2 separate regions of the Zea mays genome follow, and region 2 is linked to region 1. A link is a contact called in public Hi-C data. All regions are on one chromosome and are shown on one strand. Each heading gives the region's core, a stretch centred on a gene start, on an enhancer-like site or on the middle of the called end of the contact. The rest is flanking DNA. Distances are from core to core; before and after follow the strand shown. Region 1 holds the start of LOC103632346 (type I inositol polyphosphate 5-phosphatase 2). Region 2 has its middle 51 kb from the start of LOC118472924.

Region 1 (5,050 bases), core at 2,212-4,711:
TTAATCTGAGCCGCGCACCCTCGAACCGACGGCCAAAAGGCACTCCCCCTTACCCCGGCGACACCCGGGCAGCGCCCGCGTTCCCCACGGCGGAGCCGCGCCAGTGAGCACCCCCAATCTTGCTCCCTGATGCTCTATACTCTACTGTGTTTGGTGCTACACGACGAGGAGACAACAGCAAACTCTTTGAAGGCTATTTACCAGTGTTTGAAGTGACAACGTACCCTGCTCGCGGAGGTAGCGGCCCGGCGGAAGAACCTTTGCGCCGACGAGCAATTCCCCAGTGATAGACGACTCTCCGCGAAATCTGATGCTTCTATCACGCCCCCAGGTTGCGAAGATCCTCCCGGCGCACAAGCGGAACGTCGGCTACGGCGCTCAACCTCTCCCCTTCTCTATTTCTTCGGCAAGGCACACACGATTCTCCGCGGGGTTGATGAGACGGTCACGGGATATGGAGAGCGAGCGCAGTGCACGAGGTATAAGACTGTCTCCAGCAACGTCCTCTATATACATCCTCTATATCCGTCCTTTACAGTCTACTCTAAAAGATTCCATCTCCTATATCTACTTTCTCTCCAACAACGTCCTCTAAATCACGTCCTCTATATGTAAATACCTATATTAAACAAATTTTTAATTTTTTAATTTTTGTACATACGTATTTGTCATACTCTCAAATGTATTGTACATATTTTAGTTTTATTAAACCAGTTGTTTAAAGTATTCAAATAGATAGAGAACCGTTTAGAGAAACTCTGCATATAGAGGATCCAGCAGCGTTCTCTAAATTTAGAGGACCGTTTAGAGGACGTTGTTGGAGGGAGTAGAGAACGTCCTCGTTCTCTAAATTTAGGGTACAGGACCCTTTAGAGGGTCTTATTGGAGCCAGCCTAAATACCCTAGCGAAGCGGCCAAGGTGGTTGCAAGCCTTCTCGCGATCTCTGGGGAATTTTGTTGAAGCCCGAGCAGCCACGCGGCGTCGGAGTGGCAAAACTGACTTCCAGGCCCCACATGTCGCCGACAGAGAGGAGAGACAACATGTGGTATTTAGGAGCCGCCGGCCACCCGGACCACATGGCGGCGAAAGGAGGCATGGCGCGGCACGCGTGAATGCAACACGGGGCTGGCCCCTGGGGCCATTCGTCAGTGTTTTATCAAGCGCAAGGCGGAAGCGGTTGTGGTGTTTCTGGGCCACTAGGGTGGGATTGGGCCAGCGCGTGGAAAACGACCCATGCGGCATTTTCTTTTTTTCTTTTCATTATCATTTTTCTAATTTTGTTTTCAATTCTAACTCGAATTTAAGTTCATGACTGAGTTTTTAGCACTGCAAATATAAATGCAACAACAAATAATTCCAAAACATTATGCATTATATTTATAGATATGCTTTTTATACTAATTATTCCTTGCTTTATTTAGGCAAAAATGTTTCGGATATGCAACACACAAATAATCTTGGATGTGTGATGATTGGTAGGAGTTTAATTCAAATAAATTTTCATTAATATTGACTTTATTAAAAGTAATGTTCAACATAAAGAATTACTTTAACTTGTATTTATTTCTTTGCAGGTATTTCTAACTATATAGTTTATTCAAAGAGCAATTCAAGTCAAATAATTATATATATATATATATATATATATATATATATATATATTACTCCATCTTCCTTAGAAAACACTTTTATTCAATCCTTGAGATTAATTTTCTCTAAATCCCAAAGATAGAACTTAGGGTGTTACACAGTCACCAATCTAGAAGCATTTTTTTGAAGAAAAATATTTTTGGTCTCCTTATCACTCATGATGTGTTCTATGTCGCTCAAATACTAGATACCAATACATTTTAACAGTTAACACTAGTCGAAGGTGTTCAAGTTCCCCAACAAAACCCTTACTTCTTATAAGTTAACACTAGTCGAAGGTGTTCAAGTTCCCCAACAAAACCCTTACTTCTTATATGTCCCACTGCCTTCTTCTCCACTCTATGGCATATCTATACTATACTTAAAGCACCAGTTTCAACGGTCGTCCCGCGTCATCTTTTTACAAATAACCCCTCACAGCTATTTCAAATTAACCCGTTGCACGCCTATAGATGGCCAAACGGCGGCCCGGCACGGACCAGACGCCCGTGAGCCACAATTCTGGCCCAGGCACGTCATGCCGGCCTGCTGACTATGCTGGGCTAGCTCGTTAGCCCGTCGGCTAATTTGATTAAATCAGCGTAAAATGTTAAAAACCAATGCAGGAGGTGGGGTTCGAACCCATGCCTTGATGCAAGAAGGGCGGGAGACACTGGTGAAACTGTCTAACAATATTGAATATAAATTGTATACATGTATATACGTTTTTTTGTAAAATAAAAAATATATAATCGTGTTGGACCGGGCCAGCACTACAGGCCGAGACTATAGCCCAAGCACGACACAACGTTCTTGGCTCTTGCAAATATTATGTCGTTTCTGAGACCACATTGGCACAATGGACTCCATGGTGTTTGAGGTTGCTGAATTGGATGGAGCAACAATGATTTGTCACACTAACAGTAAAATGAAAGGTTATTTGTTGGTTTTAAACGTTAGTAATTGCTACAAAGTAGCATAATTTATATGGAGTGCATCCAGTTTTTATTGATGGCTGACTTTAGCAATCACTCTATATTTTGATCTATCTTTTTTATAAGTTTAAGTTCATGGGACTTATTTTAGAAACTTGAGCTCACAAACTTTCTCTTATTTGGTGTCTGTATGGTGGAATTATGTCATTTTATAATCTCTGTTCGTTTAATCAGTCGTTGTGAACTCTATTCTAATCGTTCACTTCATTGGCCGTGTTATACCAAGACATATTGGATGGAGTAAACAATAACATCAGTTAGCAAAATCAAAAAAATATTATACGGAGAGCGGGGACAATCAATAAAAAAACTTGAAATTTTTTTGCTGAATAGTTTACATAGATATTGTTGTAAGCCGTCGCAACGCACGAGCAACCGACTAGTTGACATTAATGTTTCACTCTGATGTAGCTCTTCCTCCACTTCTTATGTGAGCTGTCTCACTCTGTTTCACTTTGAGAAATATCTTGCTATCCTAGATGGTTAGAGGCCTTCCTGTTCTTTGATTCGGAACCAAGAGCCTAGTGTCTCTCTATTTCCATAGTAAAGTGAACAGGACCAGGACCACAGATAGTGCCCGTCTCCACCAATTTTTTGCGTCATCTGTCTGTGCTAATAAGTAATGGCTGTTTTGATCCATCAAATCCAGTATTTCTTTTCTCGAACACGCTGAAGAGCCCATCAAATCCAGTATGATCCACACATATGTGGACCTGTCCATCTCTTCGAACAGTATGATGATGCTGTGCTTGTCCCTGTCACATGGTATAATGTCTTGTTGGACCATGTGCACTTGGTAGAAGTTCATGCAGGACAAACACTGGATGTTGTCCACCAATTGTGCTCAAATTTTCGCATATCTACCCTTTTCTTAGTTTTCTTATGCTAGAAAGCAACAGTTGTTATATTGGTGTCTACTTCACATATTCTCCATGACCAAGTGGACAGCGGTGGGAGTATTCAATATGGATCTTACTGCTGCAAAAGCTATTCTGCAATTTGAAGGACAAGTGGTAACAGTGAACTAGCTGGAAACTTAATGCCGACTTCCACTTTGTCTAGTTGCATCTTTCCTGTATGTATTTATCTTGCATCTGCTTCCCCCCTAGTAACTCGTTGGAACATATCCCCCTAGTAGATAGTTGGAACATATGGACCTGTCTTTTCTTTGAAATGGAGGGAGGTTCGAAGTTTTGTTCCTAGCCTTCCTTGTAGCGTTGAAGATGATGAGAGATCAAAGAAGAAAACAGTCAGAGGTAATCTGCAGAAATGGGTAGCTTCAGTATATGCTTGTATGAATTATGATGGATCGTTTTTCCCTTTTACTGCTCTTGATAATGCCGAGTTATCTGACCTGGTATAAATTGCAGCCATTTTGGTCTTCAATGGTGATGAAAAAATGGCTAAACATCAGGCCGAAATTAAATGATTTCAGCGAAGACGAGTTTGATACAGGCAGTGAGGATAGTGGTATGAGGAATTGCATGGGTATTCTCTACAAATTTCTTTGCTTGTATCCTCAATAATTTCACGCAAATTAGAATTTTACACCTTTTCTCAGACGGTACTAACTCTGGAGATGATAATAACTTCTTTGAGATACATGGAAATCTCAAATACATGATTAGCAAATCATCAGGTAAGATTGTTTCCATAAACGCCTACAGTGATGTCTATAGCTTGACTGCGTTTTAAGCAGTGTTTTCCTAAATGCTTAACAGTGGGTCACCTACCATATAGTGACTATTTTGGCTAAACGGCCATTTAAATGGGAAATCAAGTTTAACATAATAGCACAGCTCTGGCATGTATTGTAAGTTTATTGTAGCATTCATTATAACTAGTTGACTAGTGCTTGTGGAGCTAAAGTTTGCTTTGCTTGCTACAACATTGTAGAAAAATACCATACTGTTCCTAATGGTGGCATAACAATGATTCTCTTGCAGCTTTAGGTTTGCAAAATTATTTCTCAAACACGCAGCGTCATTTCATTAAGAAGAATAGAGTGTACATAGAGTACAAGGGGAGAAGAATCTCCAAGCACACACACTAACACACAGATTTGCAAAATAATACCCTATCTTGAACCTGCAAAGCTCAGATTTATGCGGATATGTTGATACCCTATAAATAGAGTTTAGAAATGAGGATTTAAATTGTAGTGGTTTCTGTATATTCACAATATCTGAGGTAACATAATCCTGAATGGCCAGGATACAATTGATGGTCATAATTTCAGCACAACGCAAATCCTGTCATGCATGTCTCATGCCCATGGGTTTTTTAAAACTTTTCCGGTGTTGGAATTTGTTCGATATTGTGATGTGCTTGATTTTGAGTTGTCTTCTCTCTTTGTAGGAGAGAAAACAATTCCTCTGCGAAGTCTTCAGAGAAGGAAATCAGAGAGTTTACGTGTTAACTACAT
Region 2 (4,819 bases), core at 732-3,231, 160 kb before region 1:
AGGCGTCAGTATCGGGTCGGTACCCTTGGAAGTTGAGCAGGAACTTGTCCCGGAGTCCTTTCTAGGAGTCGACGGACAGTGGCGGCAACCTGGTCTACCAGGTCAAGGCCAGACCCTCGAGCGCGATGATAAAAGATTTGGCCATTGTGGCATCATCCCATCTGGATGATGCAACGGTGACTTGGTAGCTCATGATGTATTGTGCTGGGTCAGTGCTGCCGTTCTACTTGGGGTAGGTCCCTGCCCTGAAGTTGGCGGGCCAAGGTGACGCTTGGAGTTGCGAAGCCAGGGGGCTTCGCTCATCAAGGTAGTTGATCCCTTGGAAAGCTGTGACATGCGGGACGAAGGACCCACGCTGAGGTATGAATAGGTCTCCGGCTGGGACGCGCTGTTGGAGGGGCGGTCCGTGCTGTAGATCATGCTGGCCTTCGCTCTACATGAGCGTGATTTCTTGCTCAAGCTCCCGAGCTCTCTGCTCCTCGTCTCGTATCATCTGGCGCACTTTGGCTTGCACGGTGACACGTTGGCACTTGGCCTCGAGGATGTCTTTCTGCTTTTGGAGGTTGTGGTTCTTAATGCGCAGGGCCCGTAGCTGTAGCTGTTCTTTGGCCGAGATGCCGATGACTTCGTCGTCCTCTGTTGCGTCTTTGCCCTCTGGTGGAGCGAAGTCTGGAGGTGGTGCTTGTGGTAGTCCTCTGGAGCTGCAGGTGCGTAGGGTGCCTTCAGGAGTGGGTGCTCTTGGCACTGTCTTTTGCTGAGAGCTTATTCATCGGAGGCTTCTTGGGGGGTGTTGTCCACGAGGGCCTTGCCTTTTTTCTCAGCCAGCAGCGCTGCCTTCGCTGCTTCGTCGATGGATGGGGCTGCCTTCGAACTAGCTCGCTTGGGTGCCATCGTGGGTGGTTTGTTCGTAGCACGAACAGTGGGCGCCAAATGTTGGTACTCGCCTTTCTGGGCAAATAGATCCAACGGGAGAGTGGAGAGAGTGTTTGCAAAGTTCAACGGGGAACGACAATAGCTCTGTTAAATCTGGCCTCTCAAGGGCACTGTACGGGGGTATTTATAGGTACCCGAGTGTCCACCGTCCCCTGGCAAGGATGTTTATGCCCTCGGGTACCCGGACTATCCTCAAAATATTCTCACAAGGGGAGGTTACAGACCGTCATTACAGAAAAGGCTATTACAGATGAGGCCCGTAACATGTTTATCCGTGCGGGGCCCATTACAGTGGACCGAATCCCACATGGGCCTCCGGGCGCGATGAGGACGTGGGACTTGCAGACTTTGTCAGAGTCTTGCCTTCGTCTTGCAATGGAGAGGACGAAAGGCATCATCCGACCGGCGCTCTCGGCTCGCTCGGGCACGGTCTTCATTGGTGTAGCGAGGCGACGAAGGCATCGAGCGAAGGGTAGCATCTTCGCCTTCGCCCCAACAATATTATTTTAATACAAATTGTCTCACCTTTTAAGTCACACCTCCTAAAGTAAATGTAGCGTATAATAAAAGATTTAATGACCTTATATAACTTAAGTTATTCTTTTTGGATAATATGTTTAGAGATACTCTCTAAAATGGTTATGTTAAACTAACTCTTAATAAATTTATGTAATGGATAATTATTTCATTAAAAACATATATTTGGTGTGTATAAAATGTATACTTAGAAGTATTTGCTAAAATGAATAATGCAATTAATATAAAAAAATTAACTAACCTTGCATCTCATGCTGAAGTTTTAATTGCGTGAGCATTTCAAAGTGTGTGTGCAAAATTCAAACCAAAATTCGAAATATGAACTTGGGAAATGGAAAGAAAGAAATAAAAATAGAAATTTTAGAAGAATAAAACAAAAGACTCTACACGGCTGGGCCTAATCTGCTACTGGATGGCCCATCCCGTTCTCTCCCCTTCAAGCCATGTCCCGCGGGATATTTGTCGCTGACATGTGGAACCGGGCGTTCAGCCCCTCGCATCACGTGACGCACGACTATGTTGTGCTACCGGAGCCAATGACTGGTGGGGACGGATCGACAGCGTCATGCGCGCAGCCACCTTGGGAAACCATATTTTAATTCATTGATGTCACCATGACATCCTGAATGACGCCATCCGTTTCTGTTGCCGTGTCGATGTCGTGTGGACCCCCTTAGCCAGATAGTCTTCTACCTCCCGGTGTGGGATTGAACTCAAACGGAATAACAGACTTGGTCCGCACAGAATGCCTCTTGTTGGGACCGCCGGGCAGGGGCTCAGCTACTGGGTCCGCATGGTTGTGGGAACAAGCTCGGGCGAGCAGGGCCATCGAGTCAGAGTCAACCGTATCCTCAGGAGCATCTGGTTGCATGCCGCGGTTGCTACCTAAGGGCTCACCGTGGCCGTTAGGCTGGACGCGTTCCTTGCCCTGGGGCCAAGGGTATATATGTTGTGCACCTCTCTTTGCCCCTGTCGTCCACCATTGTCAAGCACCATCTCGACGAACCAACCCTCCTAAAAATATGCACGGGTCCTCCTCAACCGACCACCATGGCGGATCCCGCCCTTGCCTCTATAAAACCGGGAGCCGCTGGGCAAATAGTCACCATGCGCGAGCAAGGCAAGTGGCGGGTAACAGAGAGAGAGAGGAGGAAATAAGAAGGATAATGGGTTGTGGAGCTGGGGCATGCCGGTGCTTGCGGTTCGTCGTCGGGATTAATGTCGTCAAGGCCTCATCATCGGTAAGGGTATCTCCCGCTATGTTGTCGCTTTTCCCGTCCCCAGTTCGTGCGGCCATGGATATGCTAGGGCTCGCATGGTGGTTGTGGCCGGGCAGTGCACCAAGATGGCCTCGGTCGTCCTGGGCTGGCTAGCGTGGTGAGTGGGTAAGCGGCGGGAGGTTGAAAATGGTGGGGGTGTCGTCCATCACATGATGGGCATCTGTGATTAAAAGTGGACATACCCCTTCGTGAATAGATTTTGGACCATAGAGGTGAATGCTTGAGATGTTGCCGAAGGTGGTCGTTCGAGTGCACCGGAGGTGGGTGCCAATGTTGTTTACTTCTTAAATACTATGGATCAAGAACAAGACAACACAATTGTTAGAGATTAAAGACCTTCGTCCTCCGAAACACCATCTCCTTTTGGATACAATGGCTCTCAGACGAAGGTCTTGAAGGACATATCTTCGTCATTCGAGAGAATAACAATTCAGGAATATATCATAAACGTTATCTATTCATGTATCAATTCAAATATTTATTTCATGATAAACATATGAATAAAATTCCTATTACATTGATACCTTTGGCTTGCTCGAAGGTGATGATGCGAGAGCGATTACAATCTAGCGAGAATAGTACGGTGGTACTGTTCACCTATTTATAGGCACGGGATGCAGCTCGGGTAAAAATACATTTATGACCTTAATGCTTGTTCATAACTGTAGCCTAAATCACTAGGGATTAGCTAGTCTTTTCCTCTTCGGCTCAGCATTATGCTTGATCTTTGTCACCGCTTTAAACCGAAGTTATTACTCTTTGACCATAACTTCGCCGTTCATTATTGTCATTCTCAGGCTATACCTTTGTCTTGAAGACCTTCGACAGGGGAGAAAACTTCCATCATGAACTGAAGCTCCCTGTAATAATCAATATTATGCTAAAAGCAAATGGTTAGTCATATTTTTAAGGACCTTTGGAAGAGGAAGCCCCTAATAGGTGCCATAAGCATGATGACCACAGGGCGGCGAGCGGTAAGGGTGCTGAGTCCCGACAGGAGCGGGGGAACCATCCTCCTGATGGCGGCGCTCCGCGCGCTCAGCATGCAGTTCCGCAATCTCCACCCGAGCCTTGCTTAATTCGTCAAGGGTGTGGTCCAGCTCGGTGTTGAGCACGGCGACCAGGTTGACCATGCTACTCAATCTACGATTCCCTCACCAACTGGTGAGACAATCACACCTCCGGTACTGCCGGTCGAACGACGGGGGTAGTACTTTAGGTTGAGGTCGTTAGCTACCCCGCTGAACAACGAACAATACTGCAAAAGTGCACGCCATGAAGCATCTTGCATGGCTGCGTCGACAATGTCCCGCTCAGTGATAGAATAATGCTCTGAGTAGGCCTCTTCACCCTGGAGATCATTGTCCGGGCGACGCACTAAGCAGGTAGCCTCCCATTGGTCCAGGTATAACCCGCGACGGTGCTGTTAGACTATACAGCGGTACTCGATGGACCAAGTGTGTCGGTCGAAGGCCCGACGCAGCAAGGTGTCGAGAGCATCGTGGAAACGACAACCGCGAGCGGCATCACGAGTAATGGGTTGGGCGATCCATCCTTTTGGCTCCTACTCCAAAAGCTCCATGCTATGGCTCGAACTGCCACAGTCGTTGTCTCCGTCAGGATCACCTCCAGTAGATGGGGTGCCCTATGGTGGTGCAGGGGGCACCTCTAGCTGAGGCGCAGGGGAGGGCTGCCTCTCAGACTCCACCTCCTGCTGAGGTGAGGAGGAAGAGTCCTACTGCTCCTGCTCCTGGCGTCGACGCTCCTGCTCCTCGTGCAGGCGGTAGTGTAGTCTCTCCAGGTGACTCAACTGTCCTGTCACCGTGCGGCGCAGTGGACGCTCCACAAGGCGAGAAGGCAAGAAAGGGATCACCGACTTACGTGCAGTGCATCTAAGACAGGCCATCTATAAAAGATGTTGTAAACACAAGAGTGAGAACAGAACTATATGACCAGCAAATAAACCAAAAGCAGGGTAAGATAAAAAAATTTGTAAGGTGAGTATATAAATAGTAACATAACATAGAATTGGTCGAGATGACCAACTTTTGAAATGATACCAAGGATCA

Evidence for each region. Hi-C and Micro-C count contacts between places; a contact is called where the count stands out from the background.
Region 2: a Hi-C map of leaf shows a contact between it and region 1, with 5 times the contacts expected there. The contact joins the enhancer-like site here to the promoter of LOC103632346 in region 1. A contact is called at or near these places in 6 of 25 Hi-C or Micro-C datasets (bundle sheath, ear, leaf and 1 more).

What each region holds. Positions count from the first base shown.
Region 1 is chr7:49,229,507-49,234,556 of Zm-B73-REFERENCE-NAM-5.0, reverse strand. It overlaps LOC103632346 (type I inositol polyphosphate 5-phosphatase 2), which reads left to right and starts at 3,461. Exons shown (of 10, transcript XM_008654158.4): 1 at 3,461-3,881; 2 at 3,996-4,095; 3 at 4,187-4,264; 4 at 4,984-5,050. The coding sequence starts at 3,849.
Region 2 is chr7:49,390,778-49,395,596 of Zm-B73-REFERENCE-NAM-5.0, reverse strand. No RefSeq gene overlaps it. Among protein-coding and RNA genes, the nearest start is that of LOC118472924, 51 kb to the right of the region's middle. Within about 2 kb of position 1,981, at least 18 of the 20 cell types and tissues checked have an H3K27ac peak or open chromatin away from gene starts, as enhancers often do. A contact at or near this core is called in bundle sheath, ear, leaf and 1 more, where this site is marked.